Regions from separate parts of the Mus musculus genome. Here regions 2 and 3 are each linked to region 1. Evidence: chromatin contacts called from public Hi-C data. All regions are on one chromosome and are shown on one strand. The core of a region is the stretch at or near the end of the contact, and the rest is flanking DNA. Distances in the headings are between cores, read along the strand shown. Region 1 has its middle 17 kb from the start of D7Ertd443e. Region 2 holds the start of Dock1 (dedicator of cytokinesis 1). Region 3 overlaps Dock1 (dedicator of cytokinesis 1).

Region 1 (2,738 bases), core at 194-2,693:
TCAGCCCCAACTCTATGGCCCATGAAAACAGAATATCTTCCACAGATGGAGCTTCTGATGGCAGTGACCAGAGTAAAGAACCTCCCCACGTGTCAGCCCTGTGGTGCACATGTACGCACGCACCCAGAGGCCTCTGATCCTAGCTTCACAGGCCGTTCTCCTGCAAGATTTAGAGCCTCAGATACCCCACTGTTTTCAAGTTTCCCTATGGCTTGGCTCAACAGATGCAAACTCCTTCTTGTCTTACAGTTCTTTGATTTCTCCCCCAGCACAGATTGCTCTCTTTCATCTGGACTTGATTCCCCAGGGTTTGGCGTGTTACTGGAAAAGAAAAAAACATCACCCTTGATCATGTTTATTGAATGTTGTTGTGGGTTGAACCATGTTCCCTCAAAATCCCTGTGTTCAAATACTAACCCCAGCATGTCAAATTGTGACCCCATGTGGGGAGAGGACCTTTAAAGATATAATCACGTTAAAATGAGGTCTTGGGTCAGGGTGGTTTCTAATCAAATCTGACTAGTGTGTAAATGGGAAACTAGAGGCAGAAACACACACATGGAAAGTGTCAAGCAGAGGTGCAGGCAGAAGGGGCTGGACACGTAGCTCGGTTGGTAGAGCTGTTGTCTAGCCCAGAGCCCTCAGTTTGATCCCTAGCAATGTATAATCTGGGCGTGGTGGCACACACCCATAATCCAACACTCAGAAGACAGAGGAAGGGTGATCAGAAAGTTTGGGCTTATTAAAAATCATTCTTGCCTATTTAATGAGTTGGAGGCCAGCCTGGGATACATAAGACTCTATGGCAGCTCATGCCTTTAATCCCAGCACTTGGGAGGCAAAGGCAGGCGAATTTCTGAGTTCAAAGCCAGCCTTGTCTACAGAGTAAGTTCCAGGAGAGCCAGGGCTACACAGAGAAACCCTGTCTCAAAAAACAAAACCAACCAAACAAAAATAACAAAAAAACTCTACCTCCAAAACAAAATGGCATGCGTAGAGACATGGTGTTGTTTCTATAAGACAAGAGACCCCAACGATCACTTAAAAGCCACCAGAAGCTGGAGGAAGCCTGAGGCAAGTTTCTGGACTTGGGAATGAACCCACCTTGCCATCACCTCAATCGTGGGTATCCGGAGGTTCCAGGTGTGAGTTTGTCCGAGTCTGTCTCAGCCTCCTTGCTGCTGTGGCAGTTTGTCACAGCCTCTCTGAGAAGTGTACACTTGGCACCTGTGGTCACAGGTCCTCATCTCCTTTTCTCATTTAACTATTTGACATTTCTGGGAGCTGTGGCTCAGAGAAGCAAACAAATGGATCTAGCGCCCCCTCTGGCCCCCAAGGGGAAGGGTGAGATTTTAACCCAAGTAGCTATATATCTGGAAGTCCATACTGGGAGCCTTGCCTCTGGCCTCTGCTTATTCTAGACTTGAAGGAGTTTCCCTTCAGAGTAACCAAAAGCAAAGCCATCTGCTAACTGTGTGGGGAAGCCCCAAAGCCAAAGCATTATGAAACATTTAACATGATGGTGGGAGGCACCGTGCCAGCTGAGTCACTGCCAGAAGCTGGTCCTTGCTGATGGGCAAGAGACTCTTGGCTACAGGAAACTGAGCCTGGAGCTAAAGTAGCTTTGAAGTTGATTAAACCTCCAGGGTTGCAGGGAGCACGAGGCTGGAGGAGGCCCCCACAGTCCAGACACTGAGTAGAACAGTACGAGGGAACTCTGACGGCGTTTTGGAGCACTTGGGAAAGGCTTTTCACATTGGAATTCTCAGAAATCCTATTCTAGTTAGGAATAGTGCATCTAGCAGGGAAAATAGACCTGTCATGAATAGAATAGCAAATCTCTGCCAGGTCTGTTCTGTAGTGGAAAGGCTGATATTGGTGTAAGTAGGGGCGTGTGTGTGTGTGTGTGTGTGTGTGTGTGTGTGTGTGTGTGTACTATGTAGGGATTCTTAATTGCTCACGGGAGCCTCTTCAGTCATACTTCATGGCAGGACAAAGGTTTCATTCAAAGCAGTCACCTCCAGCTACTGCTCTTATTTAAAATTCTTATTTAAAAGTCAATAAATACACACATCTTACGGTTTTCTTCTCTTCTACTCACACAGGCTAAATAGTATAGAGATCAATCCATCCCATAACTAGAATACTCACAAAATAGCTAAACATTAAACTCTGAGGGAAAAGAAGCAAAATAAATAATGCTTTTTCTGGTGCTTTCTATGAAAATAGACAACATTTCTAAAAGCAACATATTCTAAAGGTCTTAGCAAGTACTTTGCTAAGTGTATTATATGACTTATGGATTTGGGGAGAACTCATTATAAATAATGAGACTCGGTGTAGTAAATCATGAAGAGCCAAACAAGATGTAAAAATCGGGGAAGTAAGACCACAGGACCTGCCAGCATTGTGAGATCAGAGAGTGAGAGATGGGCTAGAAAGATGCGCAGCAGCTAAGGGAGCTTGCAGCTCTTTCATAGGACCTGAGTTCAATTCCCAACTCAGGAATCCTCAAGTGCCTGAAACTCCAAATCCAGAAGATCTGATACCCTGCTATGGTCTCTACAAGGCACCCACACATATGTCGGTTTAGACACACATATGCATACATTAAAAAATAAATAAAAATTTAAAAAGAAAGTAGGACTCATTGACCTAGAGTCAAACCAATCTACAAGGGACAATAACTGTGAAGAACAGCAGCATTCAACAAGGAAATACCAGGAGAAAACAAATTA
Region 2 (2,700 bases), core at 61-2,560, 290 kb after region 1:
CTGACATGCAATCTTACACAATGTAGCCTTCATTCTTTTAAACTTTCATTCCTTTAGTCCTTGAAGATTCCCAGGCTGGTGTCTTTGTCATTGTTTCTAGGATGCAAGAGAGGGCACACAGTAGAATATGCAATCTCATTTGCCCCTTCTAATAGCTTGCTGTGGACCCGAGGTCCCCTTGCACCCCTCCCCTTAGTTTTAACCTTTTCTTGGATTCTAATGAACGCTCAGGGTGTGTCTATGGGCAGGCCTTGAAGAAATCGGAAGTATTGCACTTGTGGGTGGCTGGCACTGGGTGAGTCTGAGACCAGCCTCCTTCAGATTAGAGTTGCTAGGAGCTGCTTGTTCTAAGCTGGAACTGGCTTCCTTTCTCTTCCCACTTCCTCTCTTTCCCCACTTCAGCAGGCCCAGTTCCTACTGAACGCCTCAAAGTTGCTGCAAACTAGGAGCCTCATTGTGCTGCTCCAGACCCTCAACACCCAAAGAGATCTGGGCTGTTAGAAACACCCAGGGGCTGCAAAGTCTTTTCCTAGGCTTCTCTTACCAGTGCTGACTGTACATCACCACTCCCATCAGCTACTAGGCACGCTCAATGCGCTCAGACCCTGGCAAAATGGGTGCCCACTTTGAATGAATGAATGAACTACGATGAACTCCTAGCTCTGCTCCAACGCTCTCCACCAGGTCAGAACTGGGGTTTCCGCACTTCACACCAGTGAGTACATGTGTGGTGTCTGACTATTTGTGTTAGATCCAGGCCTAGAGGGCTATAAGGATTTGTGGTGTGTGTGTTCGCGCGTGCACGCTTGTGTGTGAAAAGATAGCACTTTGTGAGGTGCAGGGTACAGTGTTCAGGATGGTGTGCGTGGTGTGTGTGTGTTGTGTGTGTGTGTGTGTGTGTATGTGTGTACCCTGTATGGTACAGAGTGCAGAGTGTTTGGGATGCTGGGTGCTCGGTGTTCAAAGTAGAGTGTGGGTAAAGAGTGCTGGATGCGGTGCAGAGTAGACAGTGCAGGGTGAGGACCATACAGTGCAGATTAGTAGGTGCGAGGTGCACGGTGTTTAGTGGAAAGTAGAGGATGTGAGTTGCACGGTTCCTGCAGCATGCAGGGCGTCCATGGGCTCCGGGAAGCAGCCTGGGTCCCTCGAGGGACCCGGCGGGCCGAGCCCCAGGGCACGCGCGCCTGGGCGGGCTACAGCCGGCCGCCGTCCCGCCTCTCGCCGGCGCTCCCGGCCTTTCCCATCCGGCCCGCGACGCTCCGCCCGCCCCGTCCCACATGACACCGCCTCCGCCGCAAACTTTTTCCTCCCCATCCTGTCGCGGCGGGGAAGGAATGGAAGATGGCGGCCTAGGCGCAGAGTTTCCTGCCCGAGCAGCGGCGGCAGCAGCGGCGGCTCCAGTGGGCTGCGGCCAGCGCCACCATGACGCGCTGGGTCCCCACCAAGCGAGAGGAGAAGTACGGCGTGGGTGAGCAGCGCGCCGCCCCGCGCCCGCCCCGCGCGCAACTTCCCCGCCGCGGCGCCCAGCCTGTTGCCGCGCGGTGCGGAGCCCGGCCCGCCCGGGGCTGGAGCCCGCGTGGGGAACCCGGGGACCCTCCGGGGTCCACCGTGCTCCTCATTCCCGCGCATTCGCTCTGTCGTAGTCCCGTGTGCTCCTGCGTGCGCGGGGCTCCCGGGGTCATTGTTTGTGTGCGTTTTGGCTTCTTCGGGAAACTTCTGTTTGGCATCCGGGACTCCGGGTGGACACTTTTCATTGTGCAGCGCTCGGATCTGTGAAGCCTCCTTTTCTCGCGTGAGGAGTGGCTGCGCCTCCCGGGTTGGGTCGGTGCCGCCTTTCCCGCCCTGGATGGTAGGGGACACTCAGGCGCTCCTGTGTCCCCGGGGCTCTGGAAACGGACCTCGAGGGCGGGGACCTGGTTTTGCCTTTGTCGCTTCCCTAGGGGGTAGAAGGAGTAGGGTTGCAAGCTTACTTTTGATCCAAGGAGTCCCGCTTTCCTCAATGGCCAGACAGTCCCAGAGCCCTGCAGACCTTGTCTCGCCCCCCAGCTAGCCCACATCAAAAGTCAGGTCTGTCTAGGCCTCAGGGCTCGCTGGCATTCCAGATTTGACCATTCCGTTTCCAGGCTCCTGCTCTCTTTTCCCTAAGGATCCTCTGACGCCCAGCCTCACCTGAGCAGAGACTCTGACTTGCAAGCAGGCATTTCTTGGGGATTTGCAAGCAAGCATTTAGGGGAGCTTGCTGCCTTCCACCCTAAGGGCTGCCTTGGGGCACTTTCTCAGCAGCTGTCTGTTCTAGGCATGCCTTCAGCACCGTCTTGCAGGCCTAGTTCATGTCCCAGCCCGCTGTCTTTGAAAGCTTCCCGGAGACTCCAGTCTACAAGGCCGTGTCCTTCCTTTGAACTCCAGTTACTTATTTCTGTAACAAGTAGGAGATGGTGGCCATGGGGGCAGGGCTGGAGAAGCCTAGGGCCCCTACCTCCACTCTAGGCCCACACCCAGGTTTGGAGGATTTTTCCCTGCGTTGTGAACACTGGAGCTGAGCTCCACCTGTGCTTGGCCGACCTTTCAGAGGCCCATGGCAGAGCTGGGAAGGGCTGTTAGAGTCCCATCTATTTAATTTGGGATGAGGGTCCTACTTAGGATGGCTTCAGGGTGTGGGAGGTTTTCTCTTGGGGTTGCCCAGGACTGTTGAAAGAACAG
Region 3 (2,700 bases), core at 88-2,587, 390 kb after region 1:
TGGCAGGTCACTCATCAGCTGATGCCTCGGCCCTGGGCTGACTGAGTTCATTTCCCACTGCTTGCAGCCTCCTCGGAGTCATGGCAGCCCGGTGGCGATACTTCTTATTCAGGGCACACCAGTACCGTTGCCGTGACTCTGTCTGGAGGAGGCAGAGGCTCTCTGCACAAATCCTTCATTTAAAAGCCGCGTCCTCCTAATGTGGCCGTATCATAGCTGTGCAGAGACTTTATGCTCTCTTGAAATGGAGCTTGAAAATCCAATTTTTTTCCCTCTTAACTGCCTGATAGGAGTTGTGATTATTAATGTCCGTCATTATCAGGAATCACATCTCGGTGTTGCCTGTCAGTCATGGCTGGAGTTTGAGATTTGCCGAGGAGCAGGCATCGTTTGGGCTTGCACTGGATTACCCTAGCATGGAAGAAGCCCGTCCTTTGGAAGATGGGACTCTGGAAGGGAGAAATGTTGCTGTCCTGAGGGCTGAGGCGTGCCAGTCAGGTGTCTTTCAAACTTTCGCCACCTGCTGCTTCCATCTCTCTTTACATTTTACATCTCTCTTCATTCTCAGCTTTGCCCAGTGAGGCTTTCCCACCCTTGGCCTCCCTAGTAAAATATTAGTGAGAGGCTGTGAGTCATCCAGACACATCTGAGTTGTTTGAGCCTATGTGAACACCGATACTTGGAGACCATTTGGACACTTCCTGGTTGCCAAGTCACCGTGGGTTTGAATCATTTCTGAAGGGTTCTTACTTGCTGCCTGTGGTAATCGCTACCAGCAAATGACCCCCCCCCCCCATCCCCCACTTCCCAGAAGGACTGGATTTGTGTAAGTGGGGGGGGGGGGGAGGGAGGATTGTGCAGGAGTTTGATTCTCAGGGACATGAGTCAGCTATGTGGGCTCCAGCTAGTGACTGGGCTGTGCAAAGAATGTCCCAGTACTAGGAATGAGATTCTCAGCGTGTACCTACATTGGGGTACATGAACTAATGTTTGTGCCTCATTCAATGCAGGCTAAGGGTGGTGTCCCCAGCTGGGTCATTGACCCCAAGTGTGTCTGCTTTAGTGTCTCAGCAGGTGCTGAGCTCTGCTCAGCTTCTCACTTTGGAGGAAGCCACTGTCTTATATGTGGGTCAGTGTTCCAGATGCATCGCTAGTTGTCTGAAATTTGATCATAATTTCCTATCAAAACAAGTCTCATCCACAGTATCTCTTTAAAACATGCGGGGGGGGGGGAACCTCCCAGGGTGGTGTGTGGAATACTTTCTTACCTTACAGCTCCTTGAATCTCACCATTTGCAGGGTGATTCCCTCCCTGGTACCCAGTGAGAGAGCCCTGGTCTCTGCAGCAGCTGTTGCCAAGCAACAAGGAAATTCCAAAGTGATGCTGCTCACTGAACAGAAGGAAGAATCTGGCTTTCATTTCATGCAAGCATTGATACCCCTTTTTGGGATTGTGCCATGCCAGGAGTGTATAAGATGGGGGTGCCCTAGTTGGCGCCTGAGTGTGGAGTCCCAAATTCTCCTCTGAGGGAATCATTTTTCCTGAAACCATAATTTGTTCTCGCAAAGTTCCATTACTTAGGGAAAGAAAAGCAGGGGCTGAATTATTCATCAAGGTTTGTATTAAAGATCTCTGTCCTCAGCGCTGTGTGGGCTGCCATAGGGGATAGGACAAGAACTGTAAGATGCGATCCCTCCTCTCAATTAGCTTACTGTATAATGAGAGGGAAAGGAGTCATGAAACAAAGGATAATTATGAACCCAGCTGTGTTGAGTCCCCGGGACTGGAGGCCTTTCCTGCCTGGGTAGCTCTGTGGGGGAGGGACAAACTTTTTCCTTCAGCACTGCCCAGTGGGGTGATTTGTGAATTTTCTCATTTGAACTTTTTCCTCAAATTTGCAATACAGAGCCCAGATGGGCAGTACAAATGTTATAATCCAAGTTTTTTGTTGGGTGGGATGGGGTTTGGTTGCTGAGGCAGGAGAATTTACAAGTTCAAATACAGTCTGGGTTCTGCAGTGAGCTCCGGGCTAGTCTGATCCATCTAATGATCGCTGACTGCCCCTCTACCCAAAAAGGGGGGAAAAAAACCTCCAAAAAAGCAAAACAAAACAAAAATCCCTCAAACAACCACAACCAAAAAAAAAGGAAAAGAAAAACCCCAAATGAACAATAACGAAATAACACCCTCCCAAGGATAAGTAAATAACTAGAAATGGAAAGTTAAACTATAGAGACCAGACTCAACCCAGTCACATGGTGCGTGATACCAGCTCGGAATGATTGGGGCTTAGGTGATGCATTGGTCTCCATTAAAGCGACATTGATCACTCCTGAGACGGAGACAGAGACGGAGACACCCTCAACCCTTGGATCAGAAGGGTCAGGCCAAGATGGACCCTTTCTTGTTACTTTACTTTCAGTTAGAATCACAACACGTCAACTTCCGCCCCAAATTTCTAGCTCCTTTCCTATCTGAAGGACGACTGCTGGTTTTATGTTGGCTGTTGTGATAAGCTTGCCTACATGTTTTATTGTTGGATTCTTTTAGCTGCCCTGCAAATTATGCAGCGCCGCACCCGCTGTTCAGCCAAGGAGACAAGGGAAACTCCCTGCCCAGTGTTCTGTAGTTACTGTGTGACTCAGCTGGCTTTACATAATCCACACTGTATGTGGGTGCTGAGTGCCGCCCCCCTCCGG

Evidence for each region. A called contact is a pair of places that touch in the nucleus more often than the background predicts.
Region 2: a contact with region 1 is called in a Hi-C map of cerebral cortex, with 2.1 times the contacts expected there. The contact joins the promoter of Dock1 here to the enhancer-like site in region 1. A contact is called at or near these places in 3 of 39 promoter capture datasets (cranial neural crest, frontonasal cranial neural crest and maxillary cranial neural crest) and 2 of 484 Hi-C or Micro-C datasets (cerebellum and cerebral cortex).
Region 3: a Hi-C map of cerebral cortex shows a contact between it and region 1, with 3 times the contacts expected there. The contact joins two enhancer-like sites.

The regions. Positions count from the first base shown.
Region 1 is chr7:134,380,143-134,382,880 of GRCm38.p6, forward strand. It overlaps a transcript of D7Ertd443e not described here. Among named protein-coding and RNA genes, the nearest start is that of D7Ertd443e, 17 kb to the left of the region's middle. Within about 2 kb of position 1,444, at least 35 of the 459 cell types and tissues checked have an H3K27ac peak or open chromatin away from gene starts, as enhancers often do. A contact at or near this core is called in cerebral cortex, where this site is marked.
Region 2 is chr7:134,669,377-134,672,076 of GRCm38.p6, forward strand. Dock1 (dedicator of cytokinesis 1) reads left to right here and starts at 1,311. Exons shown (of 52, transcript NM_001033420.2): 1 at 1,311-1,468. The coding sequence starts at 1,423.
Region 3 is chr7:134,773,249-134,775,948 of GRCm38.p6, forward strand. The region is part of intron 18 of Dock1 (dedicator of cytokinesis 1); the gene reads left to right. Among named protein-coding and RNA genes, the nearest start is that of Dock1, 100 kb to the left of the region's middle. Within about 2 kb of position 1,338, at least 83 of the 459 cell types and tissues checked have an H3K27ac peak or open chromatin away from gene starts, as enhancers often do. A contact at or near this core is called in cerebral cortex, where this site is marked.